2 separate regions of the Sus scrofa genome follow, and region 1 is linked to region 2. A link is a contact called in public promoter capture Hi-C data. All regions are on one chromosome and are shown on one strand. Each heading gives the region's core, a stretch centred on a gene start, on an enhancer-like site or on the middle of the called end of the contact. The rest is flanking DNA. Distances are from core to core; before and after follow the strand shown.

Region 1 (4,631 bases), core at 1,360-3,859, 570 kb after region 2:
TAATAATACAGTTACTCAATCAAAAGGTCTAGAAATCCTTGTCTTTTTTTTTTTTCCTTACCCCTGGGTTCAAACATGAACAGATCCTGATAGATCAACTCTACCTGCCTCTGAATTGATCTCCCTGCTTCTTTTTTCGCTCCCTTCTCTTCCCCCTTTTAAGCTTTTGGAGAATTTTAAGCCTTCAAAAGTGACAATATAAGGAATCCTCCATGTACTCACTACCTACCTTCCATAATCATCAACTCATTGCTTTCATTACTCAAAACTTGGATCACATTATGCTTTTCTGTGAAATAAAATCCTCCCACTGGCTTCCCATTATACTTTAAATTAAATTACAGTTCCCTCTCATGCTCTTCAAGGCCTTATTTGATCTTGCCCTTGCCTCCTTCTCTAGGTCTCTCCTCCCATATCTTCCCTTCGCTCATGGTATTCCAGTTAATCTTCTCTTTGAGGTACAGAAGAGGAGGCTAAAGTTCAGGTAGGGTAGGTTCCCTAGATGAGCTCACACAGGTCGCCTGGTATCTATGTTCTCTGAGTTTAGGCCTCACTGTGTCATTGTTTGTATTTCTAATTTGGAGGCTGTGTGATATGATGGGAAAAATGCAGACTTTGAAGTCATAGAGAGCTGGCTACAAATCTTGGCTCCATCCTTTATCATCTTAGCCTCAGTTTCTTCATATCTAACACAGAGTTAAATAATTATATCATTCATACTCTTACCATGAAGGCTGAAGATAGTACATACATGTATCTAGTTTAATTTATGGCTTAGTTATCTCTCCCTAGTGTGTTTTTCCCACAAACACACTTATGTTTGTTGGAAAGATGGATGTAGGTGAGACAGAGATAAATAACTAGTATTGTGAATGTTGTGTTCTGTTCCCTAGAATATTTATGATGTTCATATTTTTTTTTTTATTGTTCCCCACAGAGATTTGTGTGGAGAGAAGCAAACCATTGGTTCATTACTCACTAAATATTCTCGATCTTCAATGCAAAATGGTGTTAAAGTTTATAACTCAAGAAGACCCATTTCTTAAAAAGAACAAGGCTTTTCTTTGGGACTAAAGTTGCTGGTTATATGAAAAAGATATGTTTTTTATGTATTTATATTCCAGACTTTAAAAAATGTAGTGCTCGAGGCATTTTTCTTCTCATCTTAAGCATTTTGAAACTATTGCTCTCCTTTTTTCTTAAATGTAATAGGATATTTTGTATCTTTCCAATTGTTTATATTTTGTATACAGTGTAAACCAGGATAAAAGAAAATTATTTCCTATATTTAGTATATCTCAGTCTGTATGGGTTTATTTATTAGAATGATAATTTTGCTTTTTTATATTTAAAATTGCATTTCTCTAAGATTTGGCATTCTAATTAATAATAAATTTAAAAGTTTTCAAAGAACTGAGTAGTAACAGTTTCCTAGAAGAGAATTATTCACTTAAATATCATTTCTCAAGAGAGTTCCCCTCTACTTTTAACCTTCCACCAAAACAGGAAGTCACATGATGCTATCAGTTATCTAAATTAGTTGTTTGTATTGATGAAATTGGCTTGACAATTGCTCCTGTTCACCTGGCTGATGTAGATGTGCTCTTTGGGAGGAAAGTTTGTATACTACCTTTCTGCTTCTTTTTCTCTCATTCTTTCCTTAACCCAATGACATCTCTTTAATCCAGTTGGAGAAAAAGCATCTATCTCTCTAAATATTCTTCATCTTCCATGCAAAATGGTATTAAAGTTTATAATTCAAGAAGACCCAGTTAAAAAAAATTATTTGAGTATAGTTGCCTTATAAGAAGACACATTTTAATACTAATCTATGTAAAAAATACTAACTGTAGTTTATAATCTTATAATAAAGGATACTCACACAGGTAATACTCACTAAAAAACTACAAGTAATTCTTAGCTGGTTCTGGAATGCCTGATAAAGTTCCTTTACATCTTTATTTTCCTAGTATGTTTTCATTTAGACCAAAATTCAAATTAATTTTAATTTACCTAATGAACTTGTTCCCAGGACAGCTGGAAGGGGTAGACCAGGGTTTAATCTGTTCCACAAGTTTAAAAAAAAATGTTGAGGAGTTATCCACAACTAGCTAAAATTTAACTGTTATTGGAACTTAACAGCTGTACAAACATGAAATGCAAATACGATGGCTTCAAAATATTTGTCCGTTCAAAAAATTCTTCTGCATCTATATAATCCACTTGTTTTTTTAATAAATGCTGAGGCAGCAGTGCCTAGTAAACACTCTGGAATTTGAGTTAAGACTACTTGGTCTAATCAAGTATTTTACAGCTTAAATTACGGAGGCCCAGGAGTTAACAGTGTCTGTTCACACAGCAAACCACAGGCACATCTCTCCTCCTGGTTTCCTATCCCCCTCCCACCCCAACCCTGCCCCGGTTATTAGCTCCCAGCCCGACTCTTCACAAACCTTGTCCCCATACTTTACAGTACGCTTATGCTACGTCTTTTGTCTTATAAAATTCAGTGTTTCCTCCTTTCCTTCCTGCTCTTCTTCCCCCCGCCCCCACCAAATCTCTGACTCGCTTTTTTCAACAGTTTTCACCCACAGTTAACTCACGGAAATGGAAACACAAACACGCTTGTACTCCGGCGTAAGCCCCGCCCACTAACAAAACTTCCGGCCCGGTCCTCACCTCCGTCCCACTTCCGCTGACGTCGAAGTTCAGAGGTGACAAGATGTCGGCTGATCCGCACCGTGGGTGGTTTCTGTGAGGAGCGTCTCCGCGGCAGAAGCTTAGCAGAGACTCCTGAAGGACCCCTGATCGCTGGAGCAAGTTGGAGGCGTCGGCGGCAGAGGATCGGGCAGGGCCGGGCGTGGGTGCCTAGGGAGCCCCGGCAGTAGGGCATGGCTTTTGGGAGCGTGGGGAAGCGGCGAGTGTCAGGTCCCGCAGACCGGTAATGTTCCACCGCACCCTGGGAAGCCGGGAAGCCGAGCTCCGCAGGATCCCTTCATGCCGCCGACTGGTTTGGAGCCCGCCAGAATGAACAGGAAGAAAGGAGACAAGGGCTTTGAAAGCCCAAGGCCATATAAGCTATAAGTATTTTTTCATTCCCTTTTCTTCTTTTGGTTTTCATTATATTTTGTGATTGCTTGAAACTGACCTAGTGGGCCTGGGAAACCTTGCGGGAAGCAAGAAGCCACTCACGGTGATGGAAATGGTGTTTGTAGGGCGAAAATGTTTTGATAGTGTGATTCAGCAGATTTATTGCCCTTTTCAGGTTAATAAACCTTTTTCTTAAAGTGCTAAGCTGCATTTTTGTCTAACGAAATTTGTTTTCGGGTCTGTTGGCAAATTTAAAAAGAGCAAGTTAACCCAATTTCTGGGATTTTAACATGTAAGTTAAGTGTGCTTTAGAGCTGCTTAGAACATAGTTCTTGTTTATAATTGGATAGAATTGTGCACTATTTAATAATCGAAATATTTTCTTTGTTTTTCAATATACAACCCATCAGGTCGTCTGCATCAACAACATAAACTTCCAGAGAAAATCTGTTGTGGTAAGTGTATTCTTAACAATTGTAAGCAAAAACAAGTCCATCCTTTACAGTATACTTAAGGAACTTTCCTTTCCAGGTAACTGTATTTTGAGAATAAGAATTAGAATTAGGATCTGTGTGCCTCCAAGGGCCATGGCTTTGTTAGTGTTCTGGCTGCCTCCTCAATTCTTTTTTTTTTTTCCTCCTCCCTATTTCCTAATTACAGTTTTACTTGTTTTAATCCGTTGTTCAATATAAGTCTGTATCACCAAACATTTTAAAATTGTGTATGAAACAAGAATAAGTCCACAGTGAGTTTTCTACGAGAAAATTAATTAAGGTAAAGACACACAGTGACTCATTAACTTGGCTTTTAAGGGCCCCTTTTATTTCTTGGTTCTTGGCTGACTTTGTTTAGGTGGCATTGGTTTGTAGTAAAGTTTTAAGTAATGTTTTTGAAATCTAGTAACCATCCCCCCCTTTCAATGTAGATATATGGATTGCTGATATATCCATTCTACAAGACTCCTTGATAACCCAAGTAATTAATTTCCTCTCAGGGGGAATCTGTTTTAAATAGGACAAAATCTTAGAGCCGGTTTTCTTTGAGAGCCATCAACTTCACTTTCAAACTTGTTTACTTAAAATGAACTATATTTAAAAATGTAACCTTTTCATTAGAATCATAGAATCTTAGATTTCTAAGGACCCTTAAAGTCCAATCCTTTCATTTAAGGAATTTCTCTTTCAGAATTGCTTGCATATGATCATTTACCTTATGCTTCATGGTATACTTCATGGAAGGATACCTTCGGTGTGTTGTGCTGTATGAATTGGGTAGGGAAGTTATGAGAAAGAGTCGAGTGAAGAGGTTACTGGGTAATCTAGGGTAGAAATGACTTAGCCCCGAATGGAGGTAAATATGGTATAGACATAGAGTTTACATGATCGATTTATGATAAACATTTATTAAGTACATAACACATGTAAGGCCATCTTCTAAGATTTTATGTGTATGACCTCACTTAATCTTCACTAATACCCTATGAGGTAGATACTATTTTAATTCTTACTTTTATAAATAAAGAAGCTGAAAGGATGGAGGAT
Region 2 (4,963 bases), core at 1,915-4,414:
GCCGAAAGCTAATACAAACACACGAGTATGACAATTCACCAAAACACAGAGGAAATGCTCACTCTGTATCTTTTTTTTTTTTTTTTTTTTGGTCTTTTCAGGGCCGAACCCACTGCATATGGAGGTTCCCAGGCTAGGGGTCAAGTCGGAGCTGCAGCTGCTGGCCTATGCCACAGCCACAGCAATACCTGATCCAAGACGTGTCTGTGACCTACACCACAGCCCATGGCAATGCTGGATCCTAAACCCACTGAGTGAAGCCAGGGGTTGAACCCACATCCTCATGGATACTCGGATTCATTACCGACGAGCTACAACAGGAATTTTTCTTAACTTATATAACGTTGAGAGGTGGCAAGTACTGTTCAAACTACTTTGACAAGGTTTTTACAAAGAAATGAAACACCTGAACTCAATGTTTCTAATGTTTTAAATTACAGTGTAGGTAATAAACACTAATTTTTTTTTACTATTTTTTCATTTCCTATATGTTAATAACCAACAGTAAATGAGTTTTTAATGTTTTGACAAAAAATGTTAAAGGTCATGGGACAACTGTAAATTCCCCCATTGATTACTATATTAGGATTGCTTTGTATGGCTTCAGCTTGCAGAGTCACCTACATATTTCCACACTTCCATACAAACAAGGACTGACTGCATCAGAAACACAAAGTGAAAAGTTACTGTGAGAACTCCTGGAGGGCTCCCAGTAGCTCTTTTACATATACATTCAAGGCACAAATGAAAGGAAATCTTTCTTGCACTAATTGTAGTATGGACTTAAATTACACCAACTTGAAAAATTAATGAGAGGACTTCTAGGACTTGGCAAATAGGCTAGGTGAGCACATACATATTAGAAATAATTTTCCAAAAGTGACAGTTGAAACCCAAGAGACAAGAGGTTCTCTGATGAGAGAAAAGAGAAAGAAGCAGACTGTATAGTCATGAGAACTATAAAATTATCAAAACAAGTATGCTTTCCCTGGCATCTCCAGAAACTTCCTTTGGCTTTTAGACCTGTTTTGGTATCTCCTTTTTCTAAGCCTTTGAAAGACACTTCCAAGAAAAGGAAGTAAAAGAGAGGACAACCATCAAAGGATTAAGTAAATGGATTTGTATAACACCAACAGAAACCAAAGGAGAAAGATTTTTATAAAGTAAAGGGTGGTCCAAAATGTTGAATACTTGAGTTCCCCGGTGGCTCTGTGGGTTAAGGATCTGGCATTGTCATTGCTGTAGCCAGGGAAACTTCTGCATGCCAGGGGTGCAGCCCCTCTGCCAAAAAAAATTTCAAACACTTAAAAAGTTAAAGCAGGTAAGAATGGAGAAAAGATTACTGTGTTTAACCATTACAAAGTGGAGTTCCCATCGTGGCTCAGCAGAAACAAATCTGACTAGCATTCATGAGGACACAAGTTCAATCTGTGGCCTTGCTCAGTGGGTTAAGGATCTGACGTTGCCACAGACTCGGCTCAGATCCTGAGTTGCTGTGGCTGTGGTGTAGGCCAGCAGCTACAGCCAACTTGACCCCTAGCCTGGGAACCTCCATATGCCGAGGGTATGGCCCTAAAAAAAGACAAAAAAAAAAAAAAAAAAAAGAAGTGCTTTTAAGAAAATCAATAAGAGGTAAGGGTGGGGAAAAAAGTTAAGGAAATGGGTGTAAGAGCATTACTATCATATTTGTACTCAGGATATCGTAAATCCTCCTTATAAGGCCACATTATCTAATAAAAAGCTCACGATGGGCAAGACAATCTCATAAAGGGAACAAAACTCAAACCGAGAAACTAAAATAATTTTCAAGACTACTTTCTGACATCCAAGCATCAGGAGGAAAGGGATACTGTCTTTTCCATTTTGTATTTCTTTCCCTACCTCCCTATTATCAGTGATGTGTACAGTCAACAAGTGTTCCTTGGATTTCCATGTGACCAAGTTAATTAAATGTATTTCCAATACAAATGCTGTGCCATAAAAGAGGGATTTATGTTACACTTACCAGGGAAAGTACTATCTTCTGGATTAATCGAAGCACTAATGCTTCTTTTCAGGAGGTGATAAACATTTGCTGCCCTTAAGTCTGAAAAAGAAATAGCAAACTAACAGAGTCAAGAGTTATGTAATCTAGACCTTTTCTAAGAGGCTCTTAAGCACAATATGTTGTACATAAAAGAACTATACACTGTTCAAATTTTGGTATGCTAAATCTAAAGCTAGCAAGGTTAAAACAAGTAAAGTTCCCGGTTTGCACATGCTTGCCAGTTAACACAAATCCAAAATTCCCCCCAAAGAATAATTTTACATGGAAAAGAGAAATCCTGTTACAATACTCTGTACACAACCACACATACACTTCCTCCTCAAAATGACACTCTATCAAAACAAACTAAATAAAATGCAGATCCTAGACAAGAACACCAAAAACCAGTGCAATCTCAAGCGATCAGAATTGTTTTAAATTTATCATTTGCTTTTTAACTTAGTTTATGCGGAATGTCTCTTCCCATTAAGATGTAAATTCTAGCAAAGTAAGATCTTTTCCATCTCGTTCTTAGGTATTACCTGCATTTGGAACACAGGAGGCAGAACTGCTTATTGAATGCATATCTGTCCAAAGGTCAGAAATTCCATTTCCACGGCACAGAGAATTTACTCAGATTTTTAATGTGTCGGGAACTTTGGAGCGCTGGAATCTTGCATCCACAAATCTGCCCCTATTTTTCCACGAAGATAGTTTTTTTTTTTTTTTTTTTTTTTTTTTTTTAGCCTTTACCAGGTCGATCCCAGATAGAGTGACACCTTCTTAGGACAACTCGATACATGTCCCTCCCCAGCAAAACTTGATCACAATTTTTTTTTCTCCTCCCTGAAAACCGTTCCCGCTCTTTCTCAGCCCTGAGCTTACCCGGCTGCTTCTCGGTACACACAACAGACGAAACCCCTGGCTCGTGCTCCGCCTCCGCTCCCGCGGCGGACTGGACTTTTTCTTCCCCCCAGATCACAAGAAGTAGGTACCGATCCATCTCTCAGAGCTGAGCCCCTGTTTCACGTCTCCGCTCCCAAATCCAAACAGTCCCGCGCAAAAGATGCACTTCCGGTTCCCTTCTACTTAGGTCGGCTGGAAACTGCGTTCTCCACCGATTTTCCGCAGCTTTTCCAGCAAGCTTCCAGCAAGCAAACTATTTTTGGGGATTATTCTGTAAAGAAGTGCATCATTTCCTCCCTTCATAGCGGAATTGCTACTGTAGGAAGATTGGAAGCGATGCAAGAAAAGCGGAGAAGTAGATGAGTGTTGGCTGGCCTAGGAACTGACATGCTCAGCTCTATGCGTTTCCTGCCGAGCCCGTGATGCGGCGGGACACATCTTGGATCTTGAGAAAGGGAAGGTCTTGCTGCTGGGGAAACATGTCGAGTTTCTCCAAGGCGCCCCAGGTGAGTTCAAGGTCTTGTAGCTTCATTACGCTGGCAGAAGGAGGTCGGATTTAGTGAAGCTGAGTCGGATAGGAAGCTGGGTCCTTGGACTAGAAGATGTCTCGGTGAAACACGAACCAGGGTTGTGATTCTGGCCACCACTTGCTGTAGTTTTCTTGGAACTCCTACCCTCCCGTTTTCAGTCTACCCTTATTCCCACCTTCACCTTCCCGCCCACCTCTGTCTCGGGAAGACTTATTAGGAAGGAAGTCAGAGAGGTAATGAGATGAATCACATTGGGCGTGGTAGACTATTGTAAGAGTTTTATTTACCGAGCAAAGCAAAGTAAGGACCGACTGGAAGGTTTTGAACCAAAGAGTAACTAATCTCACTTGGGTGTTAAAAGGAGCACTCTGACTGCTGAATAGACTGTTTAGAGATGGGGGTTGGTGGAGGATACAAGCTAAGAATCTATTTGAAGGTTATTGCAACAATCTAGGCTCCACACGTTAGTGGCACAAGCCAGGCTTAGTAACAGTGCCAAAAAGTGGTCACGTTCTTTTTCAAGGTGGAGCCAGTAGGATTTACTGAAGGATTGAATGTGGGCCGACAGTAAAAGAAGAGACAAGGATTATTCCAAGGTTTTTTATTTCAACAAGCAGAAGGATGTTCCATCAGCGGAGATAAGGAAGGCTGAAATTGAAGCAGGGTTCAGAAGGAAGAGCAGGAGTTCAGTTTTGGGTACGTTGATCTAAGAAGCCACTTAGCCTAATCTTGCTCCAGCTGTGATTCCTTCCTTGGACTGTTACTTGTCTCTGATGAGGTAAATACAGGAAGTAAAACGAAACATTAAAAAAACCAAAAACCTAGCAATTTGACATTGTGGCAGGATCTTAATTGTTTATCAAAGTTTTTTTCTATCACAGTATTTGGTCTGCAATGGATTGGAAAAGAACTAATCTTTTGTTACACATGGTTTAGGAAACACTGTAGTGCCTATGTCAAATGGGCAGTTGAGTACAAGCGTAGAGTTCAGGAAAGAGGTTCAGGATGGAGATGTGAATTAAGGAATCATAAGCATAGAAGTGGCATTTAAAGTTGTGGGTCTGGGAGTTCCAGTTGTGGCTCAGAGGGCTAAGAACCTAACTTCTCTGTGAAGATGTAGATTAGATCACTGGCCTCACCCAGTGGATTAAGGATCCCGTGGCTATTGCGTAGGTGGGCAGCTGCAGCTCAGATTAGATCTTTAGCCCGGGAACTTCCATATGCCACAGGTGTGAGCACAAAAAGAAAAAAACACCTTTTAAATAAATAAGTAAAGTTGGGGGTCTGGATGAAGTATTTGAGGAAATGAATAAAAAGAGGATAGCCAAGAACTGAGAAACGAGAAAAGGAGAACCAGCGTGATAGAGGGAAAAAAAATAGAGGATGGTGTCCTAGAAATCTAGTGATGAAAGAATACCCAGGAGAGGGGAATGATGGACTGTGCTGAAGAGAGAATTGACCAATGGATTTAGTAAGGAAGGTCATGGTAACTTTGGCAGGC

Evidence for each region. Promoter capture Hi-C pulls out the DNA fragments that hold promoters and counts their contacts.
Region 1: a promoter capture Hi-C map of fetal liver shows a contact between it and region 2, with 4 times the contacts expected there. The contact joins the promoter of DEPTOR here to the promoter of MTBP in region 2. A contact is called at or near these places in 2 of 5 promoter capture datasets (fetal liver and liver) and 1 of 2 datasets of contacts at active chromatin or transcription factors (alveolar macrophages).

What each region holds. Positions count from the first base shown.
Region 1 is chr4:19,177,522-19,182,152 of Sscrofa11.1, forward strand. DEPTOR (DEP domain-containing mTOR-interacting protein) reads right to left here and starts at 2,610. Exons shown (of 12, transcript XM_021090558.1): 1 at 2,454-2,610; 2 at 2,014-2,063. It overlaps DSCC1 (sister chromatid cohesion protein DCC1), which reads left to right. Exons shown (of 9, transcript XM_021090559.1): 9 at 938-2,481. The coding sequence ends at 1,046. It overlaps TAF2 (transcription initiation factor TFIID subunit 2), which reads left to right and starts at 2,694. Exons shown (of 26, transcript XM_021090551.1): 1 at 2,694-3,080; 2 at 3,491-3,545. The coding sequence starts at 2,998.
Region 2 is chr4:18,605,538-18,610,500 of Sscrofa11.1, forward strand. It overlaps MTBP (mdm2-binding protein), which reads right to left and starts at 3,165. Exons shown (of 22, transcript XM_021088982.1): 1 at 2,912-3,165; 2 at 2,006-2,086. The coding sequence starts at 3,029. MRPL13 (mitochondrial ribosomal protein L13) reads left to right here and starts at 3,382. Exons shown (of 7, transcript NM_001243415.1): 1 at 3,382-3,438. The coding sequence starts at 3,412.